Linked DNA regions of Mus musculus: region 2 is linked to region 1. Evidence: chromatin contacts called from public Hi-C data. All regions are on one chromosome and are shown on one strand. The core of a region is the stretch at or near the end of the contact, and the rest is flanking DNA. Distances in the headings are between cores, read along the strand shown.

Region 1 (5,514 bases), core at 1,853-4,352:
GAATGTGGCTGTCAGCCAGCCTGGCGGTACAGGTCTATCACCCCAGCAATTTGAGAAACTGGGATAGGAGGACCGCAAGTTCAAAACCAGCCTGGGTTACAGGACAAGTTCAAGGCCAGCCTGGACAGCTGCTGGAGACCTGGTCTTCAGATTTAAAAAGGGGAGAAGAGGATGGGATGACCGGTTTTATGTCAACTTGACACACGTTAGAGTCATTTTAGAAGAAGGAAGAGCCACTAAGAAAATGCCTCCAGCACACTGGCCTGTTGGCAAGCCTGTGATGTGTTTTGTTTGTTTGTTTGTTTGTTTGTTTTGGCGGGGTTTTTTTGATTGACAACTGAATTGGGAGGGCCCAGCTCATTGTGGGTGGTGCCAGTCCTGAGCAGGTGATCCTAGGTTATATAAGTAGGCTGAGCAAGCCAGTAAGTAGCATTCTTCTATGACCTTTGCACTAGCTTCTACATCCAGGTTTATGTTTTGATTTCCTGCCCTGACTTCCCTGAATGATGAACTACAAGCTGTAAGCGGAAATAAATCTTTTCCTCCTTACGTTGTTTTTGGGCACAGCAACAGGAAAGTTAAATAGGACAGAGAGGTAGGAATATAATTTATCAATAAAGCACTTGCCTCAAACTCTCTGTGCTGTAGGTTCAATCTCTAATACTTATGTAAATAATGAAAAATAAAAATAAGAATATAAACTGACATTAGAAGTGGCCTGTTAGTAATCAGGCACCTCCTTGGCCAGCCCAAAAAGGACCCTGCGACAATGTTAGCAATCAGGCACCTTCCTAGGCAGCCCCTGAGGGACTTGGAACAATAAGACGCGTCATCACTAGCTGCCCAGAGGCGACACATTTCCACTGTTGACCCTGTCACATGTCCTCCTGCACATGCCCTATGCTCCACCCCTCCCCTCCCCCTCCAGGCAGCATCTGTACCGCTGTCTTTTAATAAGCCTCCATATGAGACCTGCCACTTAGTTCCATCTTGACCAATCCCAGATCCCAAGTTCAAGTGTCATGATTGACAGCATTCTGTCTAAACTCCACCTCACAGTTACCTGGCTAGCCAGGTAGACCTGACCCACAAAAAAGGGGCTGATTGCCCCATTCTTCCTCTCATTCTTGTTGTCTCTTGTTTCTTTGCTTCCCTCCCCTCCCCCCCCCAACACCTCCACACCCCACGTGCTCATGGCCGGCCTCTTCTCCTCTACTGCTCTCTCTCTTTGCCTTTCTCTGCCTCTACTACCCTCTTAACTCCCCTCTGCATGCCCTGAATAAACTCTATTTTATACTATACCTTTGTGTGGCTGGTCCCCCAGCGGGGAGGGATGCCTTGGTATGGGCCTGTAGAGACACTCCCTTCCCCTCCATACTGCATCACACTTCCATAGAACATATTCCCTTCTCTTTATATTTTTTATAAACACATCAATAATTTCAGCTCTTGGGAGAAATTGACATCTTGTGTGTACTCCACAACATCTAAGAGAAAGTCCCCAGTTCTCAGGCTCTGTGGGGCAGGTGACATACCTACCACAGCCAGAGGACAAGCCTATTTTGTACAAGAAGCCAGCACCAACCTTAGTGTAAAAGGCAGTTTAAGGAGTCTGTTATGGGCCACCGAGGAAGATGCCCTATCACATAAAACCTTCAATCCATTCTATCCAGCCTAACACAGTTCACATGTCAGGGCTACCCACACATGGTTTCTCAGAAAGGGAAGCCACATTTCCAGCCGTCACATTGAACTAAGATTGTTTAAGGAGCTGAGACAAACCTCTGGATTAGCTTTATGTATCCAGAAAATTAAATTAACTAAAGCGTTGGCCCCCAAGGCAGCCGGAGAATCCGTTTCATTTTGTAAATCCAGATCTCCAAAAGCCAAAATGCATGCTCTGTGAATGGGGCCCCATGACTCTCTTCCAATCCCTTAAGCTTTCTAAAATCATTATGTATTATGCTGATAAAATAATTTACCCAGGGCTAGTTCACGGTGGAATGGTATCTCAGTGCACAGTCATTTTCTTAGACTAAAGTACCATTTCTCCTTAACGACAACGCAGCAGCGGAGGCAAATGTATTTGGAGTAATTCATTATCCTCCCTACAGTCCGGGAGATTTGCTCAAGGGGTCTTTGGCTCAAGGTCAGGTGACTGAGACCCGAGAATTGCAGAGGGAACCAAGTCAGCCATGAGGTAAAGCATCAAAGCAGAGCCTTGGAGATAAGGGGACAGGAAAGGGGGCTTCTTGTGTACAAAATTCCTTGGGAAGGATTTCCCGTCTTGTAAGAGCATTTATGCAGCTAGGTCTCAGCGTCACACCATGTTGAATAAATAAACCGGCCTCGGAACATCTGCTTCCTGGATTTGGAACTTATTATTGACTTAATCCCATAGTTTGGCCCAGGGGTGTTTTTTTTTTTTTTTTTTTATTAATTAAAAGCGGAAGTCCATATTTTTTTCACCATGGAATTTCCAAATCATCAAAGTACAAGACAGAAGTTTCTAGAATGGCTTTGATTCTTACCCTCCCCCTCCCCCTCCCCTCCCCCTCCCCCTCCCCCTCCCCTCCCCCAGGGCATTCAGCACTGAAAGAGACCAGAGGTCACTCAGGGGAGGAGGGATCCAGAGCCAACAGGTTGAGACTAGAAGAGAGGTGGGGGCGGCTATGGGCAAGTTCAGTTTTATAGAGGCTTAGAAGGTGAAGGTTTCTGGACGCCTTGGAGACTAGCTACTGCCTTGGCCGCTGGGGAGGAGGCTGATAAGCTGAAATCACATTCCAAGCATGCCATTCCAGAAGGAGGGTAAGAGTGCTCAGCAAAGTCAGCTTCAAAGAGGGGTCTGCATCTTATCTCAGTGAGAAATTGCTGAGACTTGAAGAACCACTAAAGGCCAGTGCCCTTACAGATTTCTCTGTCAAAATTTCTATCCGAAATGACGTCAAGATTGCACTAAGAGAACCGCAGTGACCCGCTGTGGAAAGCAGATTGCAGGGTTGGAAAGATTAAGAACACTTACTTCGCGCTCTTGGAGAGGACCCCAGCGGATTTCCACTGTGAGTCACAAACATTTCTAACCCCAGCTCAGAGGGATCTGGCGCCCTCTTCTGACCTTTGCAGGCACTGCATGCACATAGTCCACTTAATGCACTCAAATATGAATACAGGACTGGAGAGAGGGCTCAGTAGTTAAGAACATTGACTCTTCTTTCAGACAACCTAGGTTTAATTCCATCACCCACATGGCAGCTCAAAACTGCCGGAAAACTCCAGGTCCATGGGACCTGACTCCCTCTACTGGCCTCTTTGGGTACTAAGCAGGAAAGCTGTGCAAACATACAGGTGGGCAAACACACACACACACACACACACATCCTCATAAAATGAATAAACCTTAAAAGAAAATGGATGTCATGTCAGCAGACTCTAGGGTGTTCTAGAACACCCTGTGACAGCAGCCAAATGGTGTGGAGTCCCCTCCTCTAAAGGGACAAGAGAGACAAGACAGAGAGCACCTTTCCAGGTCAGATGTTCTGTGAGATACCGTATCTAGGTGACCTTGAATCCACGGCTCCATAGTGTCAACAGGTGACCACATGGCTGGGCCTCGAGAAAGTTCTGTATGAACTGCAGGTGAGCCTGGGAGAAAGATCTGCCTTCAAGCCGGGGAACCTTGGTTGGCCTTCAAAGCAAGGTTAAATCAAGAAATCTGTTCTGCCCTCAAAGATATTGCCACCTGAATTTTCCTCTCCTAGAAGACTCTAAAACACCAGATCCTCTCTGAGAGGCTACACACTTCTTCCAGGAACTCTCCAGAGCAGAGTTGAGCAGGAGGTGTCTGCGGCAGGGTTTGCCTGCAGCTAGACGTCTCTCTGCCTTTCACAGCTGATAAGGCTGGAAAATCTAATCAAGACATTTTAAGTAGCAAGAAAGGAAGGAAGTCCCAGACACTCCTACTTGGGACCTGACTCTCAGCAGCTAAGATAAGAGAGTCAACCAGTCCCACCGAGGCAGGGTCTATGGGGATCAGGGCTTCTGTTCAAGGCTGGAGCTGGGTGAAGTCGGCAAAGAAATGTACAGCAAGCATTCGCCTGAGGAAGTAGCTTATGAACAGTCTCCCAGTCAGAAAGTGATGGGGCCCCAGGGCACTGGTGGAAGCCAGAAGGGTGGATCACCTGCCAGCCAATCAGACAAGGAAGACTCTGCACTGGTGTCAGTCTGGGTCCCTCGCTGATGTGCTTGAACTGTGGGAATCCAAGTACTCGCCTCTCCCGTCCCCTCTCTGCCTGTGTTAATGACTGCTTGCTTGCCTAGGGTCATTGCTCCTCCATGAACCACCCATCTACTAGACCTTTGACGTTCTTCCCAGCTTTTCCTGCTTTTTAAAGGATACAAATCATGGGATCCCCAACACCCCAAGTAGCACACATTGTACTCATGAAACATGAGCATAGCCACTAGGCACTCACCGGACTCAGAGACCACAAGTGCAGTTCCTCCCTCCGCCATAAGGTGGCAGTGTTTTAAATCCAGCCTCTCATCGGAGGCCTCTGGTCCACCAAGATGCTTAGATCTGGATTTGGGCCCCACAGCTTCTTGGGAATAAGGAACTAGATCGTCTTCTAAGAAATATTTGTTTCTTTCTATGTTTCTTTGCTTCTTTCTTTTCCTTACATCCGTTGCTACTTTGTTTGTTTGTTTGTTTGTTTGAGATAAGCTCTCAAACTGGCCTTGACCCCATTAATGAGGAATCCATGGGCCTCACCTCTCAAAAGTTGAGACTAGGGGCTGGTGAGATGGCTCAGCCAAAAAGAGCACCCGACTGCTCTTCCAAAGGTCCTGAGTTCAAATCCCAGCAACCACATGGTGGCTCGCAACCATCCATAAGGAGATCTGACTCCCTCTTCTGGAGTGTCTAAAGATAGATACAGTGTACTTACATATAACAAATAAAAAAATCTTAAAAAAAAAGTTGAGACTAGAGGTATGTGCCACCACACCCAGCTATCTAAGCGACATTTCAAGATTTCCAGAGGTCCTAAGCTGCCTAGGAATTTGCATTTTTTAACGAATCCTTTAAGTGATTTCTAAATAAAATCAGTCTCCAATGCAGGAATCAAGCAGCACCCACACACACCTCAAGAAGTCGAGTTTTATGAAAGTGAACAGCTTTCAACTCCAAATAGCAGCGAGAGAGTGGGCGGCTGGAGGAGGGGCAGCTGCTGACGATGAGGAAAGGGGGAGGGGTCTCCATGGAGAAGTTGACATTCATAAAACAGTGCTTTAAGCAAATGAAACTTGCCTGAGAAGTAAGTCAATGATCCAAAAGAGAAGACAGAAAAGTTACAGTCCAACTCTACACCCCAACCCCACCCCTGCAAAGCACATCCCACCACCCGTCTCCTCGTACAGCTGGAATCTATTTAGAAGATAATGGGGGAGATATTTTACAGGTCTTGATCCATTTAGAAATAACAGATTCATTAAATTATCACCAGGCTCCATCAACTC
Region 2 (5,925 bases), core at 1,580-4,079, 200 kb before region 1:
TCTGCTTCTGTTTCTATTAAGTAAAATGTATTTTATGTGTATGGCTGTTTTGCCTGCATGTATATCTGCACATCATGTATGTGCCTAGTGCCCTTGGAGACCAGAATGGGGGGTCTTATACCCCTCCTTGAAACTGGAGTTACAGATGATAGTGAGTTACCATATGGACACTAAAAATCAAACCAGGTCTTCTGGAAGACCAAACCCTCAGCTCCTCCTGCACCAAGCCTGCCTGGATGCTGCCATGCTCCCACCTTGATGATAATGGACTGAACCTCTCTGAACCTGCAAGCCAGACCCAATTAAATATTGTCATTTATAAGACTTTCCTTGGACATGGTGTCTGTTCACAGCAGTAAACCCTAACTAAGACAAGCAACAAGTGCTCTAAACCACTGATCCATCTCTCCAGCCTTGGCTGCCTCTTCTAAGATGAATATGGGACCTAGTGCGTAGCCATCTACTAAATGGGTAAGTGTAGAGTGATTTAAGTAGTCTGTGATTAATAACTAATGTTGAAAATCGGTATGGTGAGGGTTACTCTTTAACCAGCTATTACCCAAATAAAAGACACAGAGGCCTTGAGGATTGTAATAAGCTTTAACTCACTGAAGTGGTGCCGATATCAACCCTAAGCTACTTTCTCTGCATTCATGCCTTGAACTCCACGTACGACTTCCCAAATTTGTGCTGCTTCTGATTCTTCAAGCTAGCACTCATGGCCACATGCTCATGGTCCGTATTACCCCACGGTGACTTTCTTCTTCCTCTTCCTTTGCTCTCTCTTGTAGTCCCTACCTGAGATGCCAAGCCTGGGAACCTTTGCCCCGCCTACCTCTCCTCTGCCCAGCTATAGGCTGTCAGCAACTTTTATTAACCAATCAGGGATAACGGGAGAACAAGGTTTATACAACAAAGGCTGGTGTGAGTGAGATTCTGTTCATCTTAAGGAAACCAGATCTTGAGGTACAGATTTTAGCCTTTGAATGCACAGCAACAGACCAAACCCCAATAAGTATACGTGAATGAACCCTCAGACTATCAATGACTTACCAGTATACCTACCTCAGACAGACGGGCAAAGGACTAGCTTGCACAGACTAAAAAGCCATTCAGCTAGGGACAGTTGTAAGGTGAGTCCTGTGGCCAAGGACTCAACCCCCAACCATTCTTTTTCCTATCTTCTCTCTCGGTTTTCATCTTCTCAGATGTGGCATACTCTATTCTTCACAATGTAGCTGATTTTAACACAAATCTTTATCAGAATGCTTCTGTCTTTCAATTGCCATGTAGAATTGAGTCTCCAGAGTACATAGCATCGTATATTCATCTGGGATATAACTGGTATCCAAGTTGACTCCCAGAAAAACTGTCACACTTAAGTCTTAAAAGTCTGCACCCAAAGGTCTCTTTGTAATGTTCTTTGCTCAAACTGTATGTGTATTTGGACACGTGAACACATGTGTGTACATACATAGAAACTTCTATGTCAAATGATAAGAAAGAGGAAAGAGAGAGTTCTGCTGTTGTTAAGCATGTGTCACAGACACAGATGAGCTAAATTAGCCACCTAAGGAAGTGGTCTAAGCCTCAGACTTTACATGTATTTCTAAGACTCCATTAGGATCACAAACAGAAGAGGAAATCAACTACAGTGGTGTGTGGAGAGCTGTTTGATTTGGAAATTAGGCTCCTTAGATGACCTTAAAGGATAATTGTCCAGACCAAGGGAAAACAGTCTTATGACATCTGAAGCATGCATTGTGTCTACATTCACCCATCCTGCCCTGAAGGGTTACTTTAAAACAGAGAACATGAAGAGCCATCTCAGTTCCCATCCCACCAGCTATGGTCTATTTTAGGCTACAAGAGTCTTTAACCCAGGCTTACATAAGAGAATATCAAAGTCAAGCGCTCTCTCTCTCTCTCTCTCTCTCTCTCTCTCTCTCTGTGTGTGTGTGTGTGTGTGTGTGTGCACGCACATATGAATTCATGCATGTACACATGTGTGCACATCTATATAACATATGTTTATATGTATGTAGAGACCAAGGATCAAGTTCAGGCATTTTTCTTCAAGTTCTCTTTCCCCTTGCTTTAGGGGACAGAGTCTCTCACTAGCCTGGATCTCACTAAGTAGCAGGCTAGACTAGTTGGCCAGAGAGTCCCAGGGATTCTCCTGTCTTTGTCTTCCCTGATGTGGAGTTACAGTGTATTCCGCCATGCCTGGCTTTTTTCTTGGGTTCTGGGACTCAAATTCAAATCTTCATGCTCACAAGGCAAACCCTTCACCCACTGAGTCATCCCTCCATCCCTATAGCTTGTTTCTTATTCTCTGTGAGGCCATTCATCCTTCGGGTCAAGTTTCCCTAAAGTTCACACCAGACATAGACAATGACCTTGACAGTGCAAGCATAGAGAGTTCAGTGTAGCCACTGAAGTAGCTAGTGCACTTGAAGTGTCCTTTAAGCCTCCTGTGTCATCCCATACACAGATTCTTACAGCAAAGTAAAGAATCTTTCACTGGTCCTCATAGCACCCAATTCCTATAAAACAAACTGGCAGAGCCACAGTTTGGTGACCATTAAGAGTAGTCATTAGTCTGCAGCTTTCAACTAAGGAGACTTGTCCTTGCAATGGCTCTTTTTGCTAATGGGGAATATTTGTATTCAGGAACTGAATGCTTGCTTTTTGAGATTGTTTCCTGGAGCCTCTGACTTGGCCTTGACTCTGAGGAGAAGAGGAAAACACATTCTTCACTGAGTTGCAGGCTGGGCCCTGTGTGTCATCATCCCTAGTATCAAATGTGGCCTTTTATCTGGGGCTTGGGCAAAAGGAGAAGGAACTGACTGCTCCCTCCTCTGGGTCCTTGACACTCTTTGGTCCCACACTGTGTTCATGCATACCCAGCCTTCAGTATGAGTGTGAACCAACTCCCCAGCCCCCAAAGGCAAAGCTCAGGGAAAGACAAGGCACACTAGGGATGTTCTGAAATAGGCAGGGACTTGATCTCTTTCTCACTTTCCCTTCTCTGTGTGTATTTGGGGTGGGGGGTGTCCTGGCCCTGTAAAACCACTGGACTCAGGAAGATAGCTGACTCATGATCCAGGAATTTTTCTCTGTTCCTGGAATACCCACAGAGAAAAGGAAACTAGAATCTGGCATCTTTCTGAGAGCCAGGGGCAAGCAGGGGAGCCAAGCAATGGTCCTCCTTCCAGGACTGCACATGTGTTTGCCTCCTGGGGGTGTGGCTGTTCATTCTGCCTGAACATGCTGGGCAAGAATAAAGCATAATGCAATCAGCATATGTGTCTAATATGGACTCCTGGAGAGAGGGCTTGTGAACAGGGAGTGATTTTTGGTACTGAATCCAAAAGGTAAGTAGTACTTACCTTTTAAACAAGATGTCAGTAGGTTGGTGCAATCATCTGAATAGGAATGGCCCCCATAGGCTCATATATTTGAATGCTTAGTTGCTAGGGAGTGGCACTATTTTTAATTTTTATTTATGTATATTTTTATGTGTATGAGTACTCTGTCTGTCTGAATGCTTAAATGCAAGAAGACGCCATTAGATCCCATTATAGATGGTCATGAGCTGTTGTGTGGTTGCTGGGAACTAAAGGAGCAAGCAGCCAGTGCTCTTAACCACTGAGCCATCTCTCCAGCCCTGAGTGGCACCATTTCAAATGACTAGAAGGTGTGGTCTTTCTGGGGGAGGTGTATCACTGGAAGTGGGCTTTGAGTTTCAGAATCCCATGCCAGGCTCAGAAGCTCTCCTTCTCTCTGCCTGTGAATCCCGATGCAGCTCTCAACTACTTCTCCAGCACCACGTCTGCCTGCATGGCTCTGTACTCCATCATGATGATAATGGACTAAGCCTCTCAAACTGTAAGCCAGCCCCCAATTAAACATTTTCATTTTTAAGAGTTGTCCTGGTCAAAGTGTCTCTTCACAGCAATAGAACAGGAGCAAAGACAAGATGCAGGCCCATTTTCCTGCATATCAATATCCCATATCACTCACCAAGACAACTGTCCAAGATCAGCAAACAGCCTGTGCTTTGTTAAAGAAGGAGGAGACCTTCATGAGCAGCCTCTGCAAAGGGATGGATCAGACCTCAGAACACTGCACTGGTGAGATTCCGTTTTTAAAAAAGAATTATACACGTAGACTGGCATAAATGTGCGCAGAGATAGAGTCTAAATCGGACAGAGAAAACCTCCAAAAGGAGAAGCCATGGCTTTGCATTACAAGTGGTGAGGCTGGGACTTGGGACACGGGACACAGAACTGGTAAATTGTTCCTTGTATTTCAAACTTCCATACAGACAGAAGATTCTATGATAATTACATACAATTTTAATAAACTGAGTCTCAGAGTGATGTCCTTTATGAATCATTCAAATGCTAAAATGGTTTTCAAATGCTACTAATTAAATGCTATTATAACACAAAGGCAGAGTTATACACACAAGAATATGGACATAGGTCACCTACAAACCATCCAGAGTGTAATGATCAAAGTTAAAACAACTCATTCTCCCTACCCCCAAAAAAGGCCAATATGACATTTTGAAATGCATAATACCCAGATCGTGTTGTGACCGTCTGGCCACTGAGGTCTTCCAAAGATGCTACAGAAGGGGCTCATGGGGGCACTTTGAACTTTCCTAGGTGAGGTGACATTATGTGATTCCTCAAGCCTGGTTAGACTGTGGGGACAAATTACTCACCAGCTCTTGCTGACTTGTCTCAGCCTGAAGGACCAAGGGTGACACCAGCTGAATTAGTAAAATGTGGGGAAAAAAAAAACACATTAAGTTCCAAGTTTTCCTTTCCCACCCCAACTCCCAGAATGACGACTCCAAGACTACTTAGGTGTGGTAAGTTCTTCCTGGAGAAATTGCTTTGTCAGAGGACATGAGAATTTTCTATGTTGGCAGATCTTTCCATGGGATTGAAAGTTGAATCCCCCCCCCCCCACCCAAAGGTGTATGTGTGAGGCTTTAGACTGTTCACATCCTGGTTTAAATATGCGGTAGTATCTTAACTTATTTAACCATTTAAACTATTCTGTCTACCACTTGGTTAGTTACCTCTCTTCAGTCCCAGCTTGCTTCTTCCTTCTCATCTCCCCAATGTCTCCCTGAGTTCATCTACTGCTGGTTTACGTCCATCTCCTCTCTGCTCTCTTGAATCCCTCTTTTATATGACACTATTACCCAGAGTCTTTTCTCTTCCTCCCAGGAAGCTCATTGGCCATCGGCTTTTTTGATTGACAGGTGATGCTTATAAGAAGTTCTCTCTACAGTCAAATTTCTTGTTACAGTGATCAAACACCCGAGAAAAAGGTGTGGAAAAGGGGTTTATTTTGTCTTTTGCTCCATCATATCGTGGAAAGCATGGTGGCACATCTTCATCTATAGTCAGGAAGCAGAGAGTGGCAAGAAGTGGGGCTGAACAGGACAGCCCCACAGCCTGCCATCGGTGGTCCACTCCCTCCAGCAAGGCTCTACCTCCTAAAGGTTCCACAACTTTCCAACCAGTACAACAATCTGGAGACCAGCTATCCAAACACATGAGCCTGGGGGGAGGCATTTCACATCAAGCCACAAAATTAGAGAAATTTACCTTTGCTGCAAGTCCTTTCCAAGGTGGAACTCCTTCCCGTGTCCATTTTCCTCTTGGTGAGCATGCTGGAGACCATCATGTCTCCCACAGAGCAGAAGTGAGCTTGAGGAAGGCAAAGCCCTCTTGCTGGCCTTGAGCAGCACGTCCAGAAAGCTTCACAGCTGACAGAAGAGTGCTGGCTGCTTCTGGTTCCGTCTTTATAGAAGCCATGTAGCTGCTTTTGGGGGGTGCTGTTGCCTTTACTCAGCTGAGGTAACTGGAGCCTCCATAAGAGACATGATCTGCCTTGGTT

Evidence for each region. A called contact is a pair of places that touch in the nucleus more often than the background predicts.
Region 2: a Hi-C map of Sertoli cells shows a contact between it and region 1, with 3 times the contacts expected there. The contact joins two enhancer-like sites. A contact is called at or near these places in 1 of 15 datasets of contacts at CTCF or cohesin (the NIH/3T3 cell line), 11 of 484 Hi-C or Micro-C datasets (Sertoli cells, cerebral cortex, conventional dendritic cells and 6 more), 8 of 115 datasets of contacts at active chromatin or transcription factors (the NIH/3T3 cell line, cardiomyocytes, embryonic stem cells and 3 more) and 2 of 9 other capture datasets (embryonic stem cells and embryonic tail).

The regions. Positions count from the first base shown.
Region 1 is chr1:89,188,544-89,194,057 of GRCm38.p6, forward strand. No RefSeq gene overlaps it. Among named protein-coding and RNA genes, the nearest start is that of Gm34331, 88 kb to the left of the region's middle. Within about 2 kb of position 3,103, at least 91 of the 459 cell types and tissues checked have an H3K27ac peak or open chromatin away from gene starts, as enhancers often do. A contact at or near this core is called in Sertoli cells and trophoblast stem cells, where this site is marked.
Region 2 is chr1:88,985,377-88,991,301 of GRCm38.p6, forward strand. It overlaps Gm34194 (a long non-coding RNA gene), which reads right to left. Exons shown (of 9, transcript XR_003947921.1): 4 at 5,634-5,925; 5 at 4,736-4,783; 6 at 4,027-4,098. Among named protein-coding and RNA genes, the nearest start is that of 1700067G17Rik, 28 kb to the right of the region's middle. Within about 2 kb of position 2,830, at least 19 of the 459 cell types and tissues checked have an H3K27ac peak or open chromatin away from gene starts, as enhancers often do. A contact at or near this core is called in Sertoli cells and trophoblast stem cells, where this site is marked.